Regions from separate parts of the Pan troglodytes genome. Here region 1 is linked to region 2. A link is a contact called in public Hi-C data. All regions are on one chromosome and are shown on one strand. Each heading gives the region's core, a stretch centred on a gene start, on an enhancer-like site or on the middle of the called end of the contact. The rest is flanking DNA. Distances are from core to core; before and after follow the strand shown. Region 1 overlaps NPAS3 (neuronal PAS domain protein 3). Region 2 overlaps NPAS3 (neuronal PAS domain protein 3).

The links. A called contact is a pair of places that touch in the nucleus more often than the background predicts.
Region 1: a contact with region 2 is called in a Hi-C map of stem cell-derived neural progenitor cells, with 4 times the contacts expected there. The contact joins two enhancer-like sites. A contact is called at or near these places in 1 of 7 Hi-C or Micro-C datasets (stem cell-derived neural progenitor cells) and 1 of 1 other capture datasets (stem cell-derived neural stem cells).

Annotation. Positions count from the first base shown.
Region 1 is chr15:32,027,372-32,033,353 of NHGRI_mPanTro3-v2.0_pri, reverse strand. NPAS3 (neuronal PAS domain protein 3) reads right to left here. Exons shown (of 12, transcript XM_054666466.2): 10 at 726-873. Among named protein-coding and RNA genes, the nearest start is that of EGLN3, 160 kb to the left of the region's middle. Within about 2 kb of position 1,908, at least 6 of the 24 cell types and tissues checked have an H3K27ac peak or open chromatin away from gene starts, as enhancers often do. A contact at or near this core is called in stem cell-derived neural progenitor cells, where this site is marked.
Region 2 is chr15:31,807,704-31,812,988 of NHGRI_mPanTro3-v2.0_pri, reverse strand. The region is part of intron 5 of NPAS3 (neuronal PAS domain protein 3); the gene reads right to left. Among named protein-coding and RNA genes, the nearest start is that of EGLN3, 380 kb to the left of the region's middle. Within about 2 kb of position 3,223, at least 7 of the 24 cell types and tissues checked have an H3K27ac peak or open chromatin away from gene starts, as enhancers often do. A contact at or near this core is called in stem cell-derived neural progenitor cells, where this site is marked.

The DNA.
Region 1 (5,982 bases), core at 659-3,158, 220 kb before region 2:
GAAGAATGTAGACTGGGAAGGGGAGAGAAATGGTGTCTCACACCGGAATTTAGGAAGCAGTTGAGCTTGGGCTTACTTGAAGATAGACTGTTAAGGACACATTTTAAGAGCAGTAAAGCTTGCCAAAGATCACAAAGCAGTGGGCCAAAAAAAAAAAAAAAAAAAAAAAAATTGCCTTCAAACAATACACCGCTATTGTTTGATTCCAGCAAAGCAACTCACCTTGTTTACCAAAACTTTAATGCCCAGGAAGTCAAACCCTATGTAATATGCTAAGGGCATCAAAGGGAAGAAATATAAGAGGAATATAATGTTCCCTGTCGCTTTTCTCCCACTCTGTTTTACTTCATTTCCACAAGAACTGGAGTGTGTGAGTGTGTGTGCTGGGGAAGAGGAGATGCCTTTTGAATGCTTCAGCTGTAGGCTGAAGTCTATATTATTCTGGCCTAAGCATTTGTGGGAAAACCAAAGCAACTTCTGCAGAGATGCCCAAATGTTGACAGACCAAGAATGATTGGAAATCTTGAAATCTTTCCTGCAAGTCCCTTCCAACATAGTTTGATCTTCTCACATTTATTTGAATCTTGTGGAAAGAACAGCAGAATTGCCATGAAATTCCACACCAGGTACTGTCAAAAGATAATATTCACAACATGTCGGCTATTAACCATAGTGCTGCATATTTTATAACTAGGACAGAAATAGAAAAGAAGTAGAAAATATACCTAAGAAGGTAATTCACCCAGATGATATTCTTTTCATTTGCGTTCTTGGCATTAATAGCTATGGTGGCACTGGACTGTATCCAAATATATCCTCCGTTCTTCTGCATCCAGCGATAGTACTTTGTCACACACTGACCCTTATTCAGCACTGGGGAAAAAAAACAAAACAGAGGCATTGTATTAAGACTGGGATCAAATAATTTTTTTTTTTTATCTCTGCAAAACCTTAAGCCTAAAAATGGGAGGACCTACAGCAAGCCAGGGTGACCCTCTGGATGCTTAATATAGAATGCCATTAGTAGGACAAATGAAATCAATTCAGTGGAGCGGCAGCTCTGGAGCCAGGGTTACTGGCATTTGTAGCAAGACGTTATTCCGTTTTGGGCAGCCATGGTGTGAAAAGAATAAAAGGACTACAAATCTTTTTGGCTCACAGAACACCTAATGCGGTGTGGATATTGTCAATGGATTTGACATCAGATGGTAAGAAAGGCAAATTTGTATGTGATTTATTCATAGCTTTGAGGTAGGCCTCTTTGAGATTCTGGATATTTGAATGGTTCCAAAGATGCTTTACCCCTCGTCTTTGATCATTTCTCCTCCGTGTGAGCAATCTCAACCCGCGTCCTTAAATGTCTGTTCCTTTTGATCTTGTCTAACAGAATTTATAGTCCTCGGATGAACTAAATTTACACTGGTCAGTCGGGGGAGATTCTGGTGAGACTTCGCTGAATGTTGGAACAAAATAAATTCCCCAGTGGAGTCAGAGAGAAACACTGGCCTGAGGGAGGCACAGAATTGACTTGGCTGGAGCCAAACAGAGTGACAGCTCCACACAGACTCTGAAATATGGCCCCAAATGAAGGAACAAGTAAAAACAATCAGTAATGTGAAGCGGTGCCATTAAATACCCACTGAAAGAGAGCTTTAAAATGCAGATGTTAAAAATGATACTTGAACCAAAATCTCGCCAAGCTGAAATTGATTTGATTTGTATCTGGGTACTCCTGAGCTAGTAAAAGGGGAAAGCACAGTAAATCATCCCCTGAAATAAAGTGCTGTGGATGGGAATGGTTTAAAAGGGTGCCGGAAATGTGGAAAACCTGCTGTTATTACTTGGCTGCGGATCGCAGCAACTCGGCGCCCCGCGAAAGCTCACCGGCTGGCTGGCCACTAGAGGGCAGTGTGCACTCATCTACGTCGCCCACTTTTGGCATGTCCTTGTCTCCGTCTGCTAAAATGAAAAACCTCTAACTGCTGTAATAAATTTGGCTAAATTAGCTGCTAAATGGTTATCTCAAGTAATATGTATTTGCATTAATCATCTTGCTCTAAACCAGAACAAGCCAGAGTCCTAAAGACGTAGTAAATTCATATTGTCCATTTAATTACGGCTAATAAGTGCTTCATATACAATAGTTTCATGAAGTACATTTAGATTTTTTTTTTTTTTTTTTTTTGGAGGCGGGTGGATGGGTGTGAAGGGAAGTCACTTTGGAAAAGAGCTGTGTTTAAGGCTGTGGAAGCTCTTCTCATCTTGTCCTGAGCCACTCTTCCTGGCTCTGAAAGTGCCACATCCAACTATTACATCCATAAACATATAAACTTTGAAGGTTTTCTTCCATTCTCCTTTTTTTTTCTCACAGCACACTAACGGGACCGTTGTAAAATTTGGTAATTATGTCTTAACTGTTACTTGAAAAAGCCTCACTTTGATGAGTGTTTCAAATCATAACAAGTTTCATTCTGAAACTCCTCACCAGTTTAGGGTGTTTTGAAGGCCCGGAACTGTCACCTTCTCTTGGTGGCGTGGCTCCACAGGTTGCATTGTACTCTCCTTTTGTAGGCAATTGTAAGTTCTGCCATTCTGCATGCATGGCTTCCCAGGCTACAAAACTGCGTGGTGAAGCTGAAAGCAGTAAAATACTAACTCTGCCATACAGCTCTTCTGTCAAACCATTGTTGCATGCAACAAGATGTGCTTTTATTCAAATCCTCTCAACCTGGTTAACTATTAATAGAGGAACGATGGGTTATATAATTCTGTCCACTATTTTCACAGAGAAAACTTACAGCACCCCAATCAGTGGTTGGGGGTATAATTCTGTCTGCTTTGTGTCTGGAATGAGGAATAATTCCAAATGGTTCTAGTATGTTTAACAAAGGCAAAGAGACTAAGAAGCCCCTTTTTTAGAATCACATGGAGAATACATTGAGATGGCAGGCCAGATCAGCACAGCCTGCCTGGGAGTTCTAGACTAGAATTTGACCAAAAGCAGGCAAAATTTTAAAAAGAATTATCTCCATTTTACAAAGTATACAAAAGGGGCAAAGGGATAAAGGAGTTATAATATCAAATTAGAATCTGCAGAATCAATGTAAAGATCACCCCCTCCTTCCTGATAATACTTTCTCTTAATAAAATCCCAATTTGGAAATGGATATCCAGCCAAACGTTTGGCCTCCCCAGTGGTCTGCACGTATGTGTAGCGAAGGGGGCTGAAAGGCTTCTTTGCTAAGGGACCGTATGGTGTCATCTTTTTGAATTACAGTAGGATGACTCTGGGTCTACCTAAATGGATCTGTGTTTCCTGAGAAGATAAATCCAGCACTCATTTGTTAGGGCCCATGAATATAATAATACAGCTTTCTTTATCACCCAGGCCAAGGGTCAGCTAGCAAGAGAGGAGAGCTAAATATGAGAGAGGCAGGACGGGTGACTTCTGATGTGAGGAGGTATCTGTAAAAAGACTGAAGGGGAAGGGAATGGCTCAAGGCTTCCTTGGGGAGTCGGGGAGCCACGTGATAGCCCTTGACTTCCTGTGGTGAATACCACAAAGCAGGTTCGGGAGCCCACCGTGGGCGGCTGAAGAGGACGAGTTTGACTGACCTGTGGTTTTACCCTGGGCCAGTCTGACAGGCAGAATTCCTAAAGGGTAGGCAATCTCACTTGGTCTTTCCTAGGGATTGGTGTTTTCTGAATGAGACCCCCAAGCGCCAGTGGGAATCTGGATAACTACAGATACGGTGCAGAGTTAGGACAACATGTTTACCAAAATATCACCCGAGTTGCTTTTGGTTTGCAACAGATCTTGTAAAAGAAATCATAATGTTTGGGAGGCCAAGGTGGATGGATCACTTGAGGCCGGGAGTTCGAGACTAGCCTGGCCCACATGGTGAGACCCTGCCTCTACTAAAAATCCAAAAATGAGCCAGGTGTGGTGGTGTGCACTCGTAATCCCAGCTGTGAGGGAGGCTGAGGCACAAAAATCGCTTGAGCCTAGGAGGCGGAGGTTGCGGTGAGCTGAGATTGCACCACTGAACTCCAGCCTGGGTGACAAAGCGAGACTCTGGCTCGAAAAAAGAAATCATAATGGAATTTAGCTTCTTTAAAAAATGAAAAAGAAATACCTTTTGCTTGGGCCTCCAGAATATAAATTTATGACTTTGGGATGAAGCTTCTTTCCTTGAAAAAAAAAAAAAAAAAAAAAGTCCTACTGGCAAATCAGTTGGATCATTCCAGCTGCGCCAGAGGCAGGATCTGACAGCTTTTCCTGAACTCATGTGGTCCTAATCAGCTCAAGAAGAAAAGCCACCTTGGTGCCAGTTTGAAAGAGATTTTTAGTGTGTAATAAATTAGAGAACTTGAAAAACACAGAAAAAACTTTTTTGATTCTCTTCAATCCAGTGGCTGTTGTTTTTTATTGTCAAGTTTTAGGTTTAAGCAGTGAGAAAGGAGAGAATATTTGAATAAGTTTATTTCATAAAATTCCTTTTGCGGGAATAACAAAAATAAGCACCACGTGAGTTACTTGATATGAAAGTCCTTAAAAAGATAGTTAATTGTCCCTTGAAAAGAGAGAGATACTTATCACACCAATGAGCTTAGGAGTAAAGTCATAACCATGTCTACAAACTACAAAGGGAAAGGAACAGAGGGAGAGGAACTAGAGAGAGAGATTCTAATTTGAATATCACATCCTTGTCATATGGTCTAGGTACCTCTAACATGTAACCTGGCATCTTTTCTTTGGTTTATTCCAAAGTTTACTTTCTACTCTCCAAAATTTTTGGGCTGAGCAACCTGTGTGTCTCTCGCTGAATTCACTGATCGTGTCAAAGCATCTCTAGAATTATGTCTTTAAAGTTGTACTCTAGTAATTACTTTTAGTTTGAGGATCCCAAAACTTTTAAATGACCTCTTCTTAGATTTGACAAAGTAAACCTGAAGACATAGAGAGGATAAATACACTTGCATAGGTTAGCTTAGAATCTTGAAAGGTCCCAGACGTAACTGGGAACATCTCTGCTAGCACACAAGAACATGTTCCTTGCTCCTCTGAAGCCCAGGGTGTAACCAGTTGCTTTTGGCTGTTGTTGCTCGAAGGGAAACCAGGAGGCTCTTCTTGGCACCATCCCACCCTCCAAGTTATAGGAGCTTTAGAGTTATAAGCTGTGCTCTTCAGAGGACAGAGGTAACCTTCCACTTGTGAGAAGAATACTATAGAGATGAACTGGGAGAGATTTAAATCCTCCTGGTTGAACTGCTTCAGCTTTGCTTAGCTAACAATTACAATACCATGAGTAAGTGTGTCTTTGGCTGTTGAAGTCAAAATATTAATACCACGTACCTCTAACTGTGAAGGAAGCTGCAAATACAGTTCAATCAAAAGAAAATTGTGGAGTGCTTACATTTTAGAACATGTGACCTTTTACATCAAACACAGGTTTCCCCTGCCCGCCCCCCACCCCCACCAAGACTGGATGCTAAGTTTTATTGAATATCTTTTTAAAATGTCACCTGGTCTCTTGGTTTGAGCTTAGTGGTTGGCCTATAAGAAATGTACTGCTTAGAATAATTCTTCTCCCTGCAAATCTGATGAACTTTTTCCTGAGGCACACATCCGTGGCCCTGCACACAGTTACCAACAGAGGGATTTCAGTTTTCCTTGGGAAAACTTTGTCCACAGACACAGACTGATGACTGAAAGGACATAAAGGAAGCCAGTGTCTGTGGCAGGAACATAATTCTGGTAGTAAATCAAAACAAATCAGTACAAGTTTGCCTTCAGAAATATGGAGAAAAAAAGAGAACGTGGTCTCTTCCTGTTGGGCTGTTCTACAAAATCAAAGCCAAAGATTCTAAATAGTGAGTTAGTTGTGTCATAAGAAGAAGGAAGCAGTCTAATTCAGTTTGAAGAGGAGATGAAGAACACATATCAAAAGCGGTCTTTTAGCAAAGTGTCTCACAAAAGGA
Region 2 (5,285 bases), core at 1,974-4,473:
GTTACTTTTTCTTCAGTAAATTCTTTGCAAACTTCTCCAGGCAGAGTTAGTCATCCACATTCTATCTTCATGATTTGTAGTGGATCTCTCTATTGTGACCATGACATTCAGTATTCACTAAAATACTTGAGACTTACTACTTGTAGGTCATCGTAGCTTGGTTGCCGTGTCTAAGGCATCTTGCAGAAACCAGTTCCTGAAGGGCAGGAACTATGCCTTAGTTATCAATAGCCTCAGTTTCCAGCACAGTTTTTGCACACGTAGGTCATTCAGCAAATACTAGCTGAATGCTGGCATGCATGGTTAAAAGCGTGGTTGAGTGTCATGGGAACCCTGGGTTTGGACCTGTTTTATTGATTACTTGGCCCTACTATTGAATCTTGGAATATTTCTAATAATGTTGAGTATCAGAATTTTCAGGTATATCTATATAACTTTACTGATGTTTTCACAAGTTCATTTACACCATTAGCATTGTGAGAATTAACTTTTTTTTTTTTTTTGAGAAGGAGTCTCACTCTGTCTCCAGGCTGGAGTGCAGTGGCGTGATCTCGGCTCACTGCAACCTCCGCTTCCCGGGGTTAAGCGATTCTCCTGCCTCAGACTCCCGAGTAGCTGGGACTACAGGCACCCGCCACCACACCTGGCTAATTTTTGTATTTTTAGTAGAGACAGGGTTTCACCATGTTGGCCAGGCTGGTCTCGATCTCTTGACCTCATGATCCGCCCGCCTCGGCCTCCCAAAGTGCAGGGATTACAGGCGTGTGCCACTGCGCCTGGCCAAGAATAACTATTTTATGGCTCTGAGCAGGATGCTTAATTGTACCATGTCTCAGTTTCTCTTAACACATAAAACGAATAATTTGACATGCCAGTTACGTAAACCGTCCAGAGGTAACTAGCGTTCCTGGTTAACAATGAGTGCTTTGGAGTCAAGTGGGCTGGGTTTAAACGCTAGTTCTGCCACTTTCTTGTTGTATGATCTTGGGCAAGCTATTTAACCTCTTTGCCTCAGTTTTCTTACCTAGAAAATGGAGACTGTCATTGTACCTAACAATCTTTAGGATTACAAACCTTAATGTATTTAAAGTACTTAGAACAGTGCCTGGCACAGAGTAATAGCTTAATAAATGTTAGTTAGGGCACTTGTTCTTCAAGTCACCTGCTTGGGCTTCTTCCAAGCATCCTTTCCTTTCTTTCTTGTTCTAAAGCCTTTTAAATTAAAAAAAAAAAGTAATTATTGTTAATTAGGAGGCTATAAATATGAAGAGATAAGGCTCACAGAATGATTGAAATACCTCACACAAAAGGCACCAGGAATGCACAAGTAAATCATTAGAATAATAATACCTCTGAATTGTTTAGAATTTTATATATTTTCTGTGTATTTTCCACTTTTTAGACCCTCAGCCACCCTATGAAAGGTTTGGGAAATATAATAAATATGAATTGACTACGTGTAAGTGTCTAGAGTCAATAAAATCAGTATTTATTCTATAAAATGAAATACCCTTGTGAAAAAGAAAGTCAGTCTGTCCTTTGCATTAGCCCACAATAAAAGGGTAGCGATGAGGTATCTGTGAGAGCTCAAGTTATTGACATCACTGACCTATAAACATATCCCCTTCAGCATGATATACAGCACTTCAGTACCCTTGTTTTTGTATAATTGCTATTACCAAAAGCCTTTCAATTTCGAGTGCTCAAACGAGAGCAATTCATATTTCAGATAATCTGCCAACAAGGAAAACTAATTTCAAAATATTTGATCATAAAAGTTGTCCTCAGCTTCTACAGAGATAATTTAGTCAAATAATATCAGATAATCTGAAAGCAGTCTTAGCAGGAAATTGCTAGGGACGCCATCTAAGCAGCCTCCTTTTGCACTTATATAAGTGTACTGAAAGTGTAGGAGACTTTGACAGCCTGCCATATGTGATTTCATTCCATAGCCTACCTACTTTACCATCAAAAGTTATATCCTTTGAAGCATTGCCAGAATTACTTTACCCCAGTAGATATGCTAGATGTGCCCTTTAAAAGCCATATCATTTCTTTTCTACTCTGACTAGTTCAGGGTAGCATCTGCTCAACTAAATTCCTTTGAAGGTTAAAAATAAAATAGCCTACTTCGCCAGGCTCCCCTCCCCCAGCCCTACCCCAGCGCTTACGAAAAAATGTCCAGCGTTGGATGAACTGCAGAGAGCACACATTTTAAAGAAGAAGGAGCCTGAGAAATTGCCCTTTCGTTTCACACTTAAGAAAAATGAAGATTCAAGCTGCTCCAAGGTCACTGGCCTGACTAGCAGCAGCGGCAAGACCAGAACCAGGTCTCCTGGATCCCAGTCCAGAGCCCTTTCTCCTGCTTTTCCAAAGACTCAGTGTCTAACAGACAAAAGGATCCAGCCAGAAACTGACAATAGGAAACACCACCAACGGAGTGTCTTAATTTTATAAACAGAATATGAATGCTTGGATTTCATCTCCAGGAAACATTTGCTTTTTAGAAATACTCGTACTTGGCACTCTCTCTCCTCAGTACTGCTGACAGTTGCAGTCAGTTATTACACTGTTGTGACTTGGAAGCTGATGCCCCCAAACAGCTCAAAATTAGTAACATCATGATTCAGGATTGTCTGTTTTCCGTTCAGCTTGCTAATCTATGCTTCTTTTATAATTATTTTAAAAGGCACTATCTGATTTCCTGAGCACCGCCCCAGGTGTTCTAAGTGATAATGAAAGGATAAACATATCATCCAGTGTCACAGAGCAGTTGTGACATTTTAGAAATATCTTCAGTTCAACTCTTCTAATTTCCATGTATGCTACAGCCAAGGTTGCAGGCCCGTGTTTTTACTAAAGAGCTGAATGAGTCCCAGTAATTGCATGATTTACTTGTCTGCTCAAGTGAAAAGGTTTTGAAATGTAGTGGAATGGCACGGTCCTTTCTTGGTCTTTGCAAACCCGGCAACGTCAATTTTAATTAATGAACCGGAAAAACTATGGGGTTTTTTATTATTATTTCAGGGAATTGGTTCCTAGTCTCACCTCTTATTTTCCTTGAATTTGCATCTTCTGTCCTCAGGGATGTGTAGACTTTTCTAATTCACACAGATATGTACACAGGACATCACAAGCATGCAAAACTGCTGCTGTACAGCACTCTGAAGTGACCCTGGACAACTAGACTGAACAGTCGGATCATGTTTTCCTCTTCCAGACGACCAAGTTGCAAGCAACATTCCCATTGCACTTGGCAACCAACGCTAAGGAGATCTGTGCTTACTAGGAGGGATCTTAAAAAGTTGTCTGCCAAAAGAATCTCATTTTCCATCCTCATTTCTGATTGTTCTTAAAATGGAATGCCTCTGAATACTTTAATTTTTGTGCCTCTCTCTCTTTCCTTCACTCCCTTTTGATTTTGTAGATTAGATAACAATCTCTGTATAGACATTTAAAGCCCAAAAAAGGAACTCACCACTTAAAGGAACACAAATACCCCATCTGTATTGTAATACAAATAATCTCTTACTTAGTCATCTGGCAGGTTTTTAGCCTTAGCATTTCTTAAAGCAAGGCAAGCCTGTACATTTTATGGTAAAGAGCCAGATCTTTACCATAGATAGAGCTAGCACTATCGTTCACATTTTCTGGAAATATTTCTGCGTCTCCCCTGTTTATAAGGACAAGAACGTTTAGTACAAACGTTTTTTAAGTTCCTAAGAAATACCAAGTTTAACAATTAGGGACTTTAGCCAGAAAGAAGTACTGAAGAAAGTACAGTAGGAACAAATAATGTGAAGGTCCAGGCTATAGAATAAAACTCAGAGGTTCAGGAAACCATCCCCTATCTGCATGTTCCTTAAAGCCTTAGCGCGTTCCTAGTGAAGAACCAATTTTTTTTTTGTTTCCATGGCAAAGCAGCGCTAAACAGGATTACCTGGGGTCCTAAAACAATGTTTCTATTTGCGAGAGAAGGCCAAGAGGGAAGGGGTTTCTTAATATAAAGCTTGCTTCTCCAAAACCTAGATGAAAATCTAAACAGCATCTGTAATTCTTTACCTGATACCCAGATGCATATTACTGACATACTTCCTAGGTTCACCAAAACCCACACATGGCCCACAGGTATCTGTGTTACCTCTGCCAAGGGCCTTGAACTGCCTTGAAAACATCCAATCTAGGCCATATTTTTTCCTTCCCAGGGAAAATTTCTTTCTGCATACATTCTCTTGCTCTCAAAAAGTTTGCATAGTTATTGAAAGTAATAGATTTAATCTGCCAGACATTAAAAATTAACAGCATCAGAGAAAGTTTTTGTCTTATTATTGAATGTGGTAAATTTGCAGCTGTAGGAGCCTGAAAGGAGGAAGAGACGCCCAAAGGAAAACCTGGTGTGCTGCTTTAGTGAGCCATTTTGGAAATTATTTATATCTGTAGATAAAAATGCAGTAGGCACGAAAACCATATCAGAAAGAAACAAATTGTATGCATTTATAAACATATATAGGCATGTGAATAAACACATATTCACACAAAAATGCATCAAAAGATACTTTAAATAATTCAACTGCTATCAGTCTCTTTAACAATGATGATTTTAAGAAAAAGAGATTATATCTTTGGACTGTCATTCCAAAGAAGGGAGTGAGGATGAAAGATAAAAAGCCATAGGGCATTTGTTGTCTAAAACTGACATCAATTTTCAGGTTACCAGCCTAGTTCTAGAACTTATGCAAAAATCTAAAGTCAATTTCCTTATTACAGTCCTACTGAAATTATCACTGAAATTGTTGCCATGTTACTTCTGTCATGAAAACCATATCTTCTTATGTAAGAGCTAAAACCCAATATAGATTGAATGTGTGTGTGTAGAAATGAAATTTGGATTTCACATGAATTTAATGATTTTATGACCTCCTTCCCAGAAGGTCAAGTTATTTCTTATTCTTCATATGAGCAGTTTGCATTCACTCATCATTCTTATAGGGTCCAAGCTAACTGAGAAAGGATAGCTGGCTTAAGTGTAGAGGTATTATTTTGCATATATTGCCCATATAAGCACCACATTATGGACAGAAATTATCTTTACTTTCTAACTTTGCATAATAAAATAAGCCATTAAATTAATACCATATAGAAAATACTGCTTGTCAGGCAAAGAAATGTACATTGCTTTCCAGAAAACCAGGGACATTATATTGCCAACGCCTGCATGAATAATACATGGGTTAATTCAGAAAAACACCGTTTCATTATTTAAAAATGAATAAATTACAGACTTA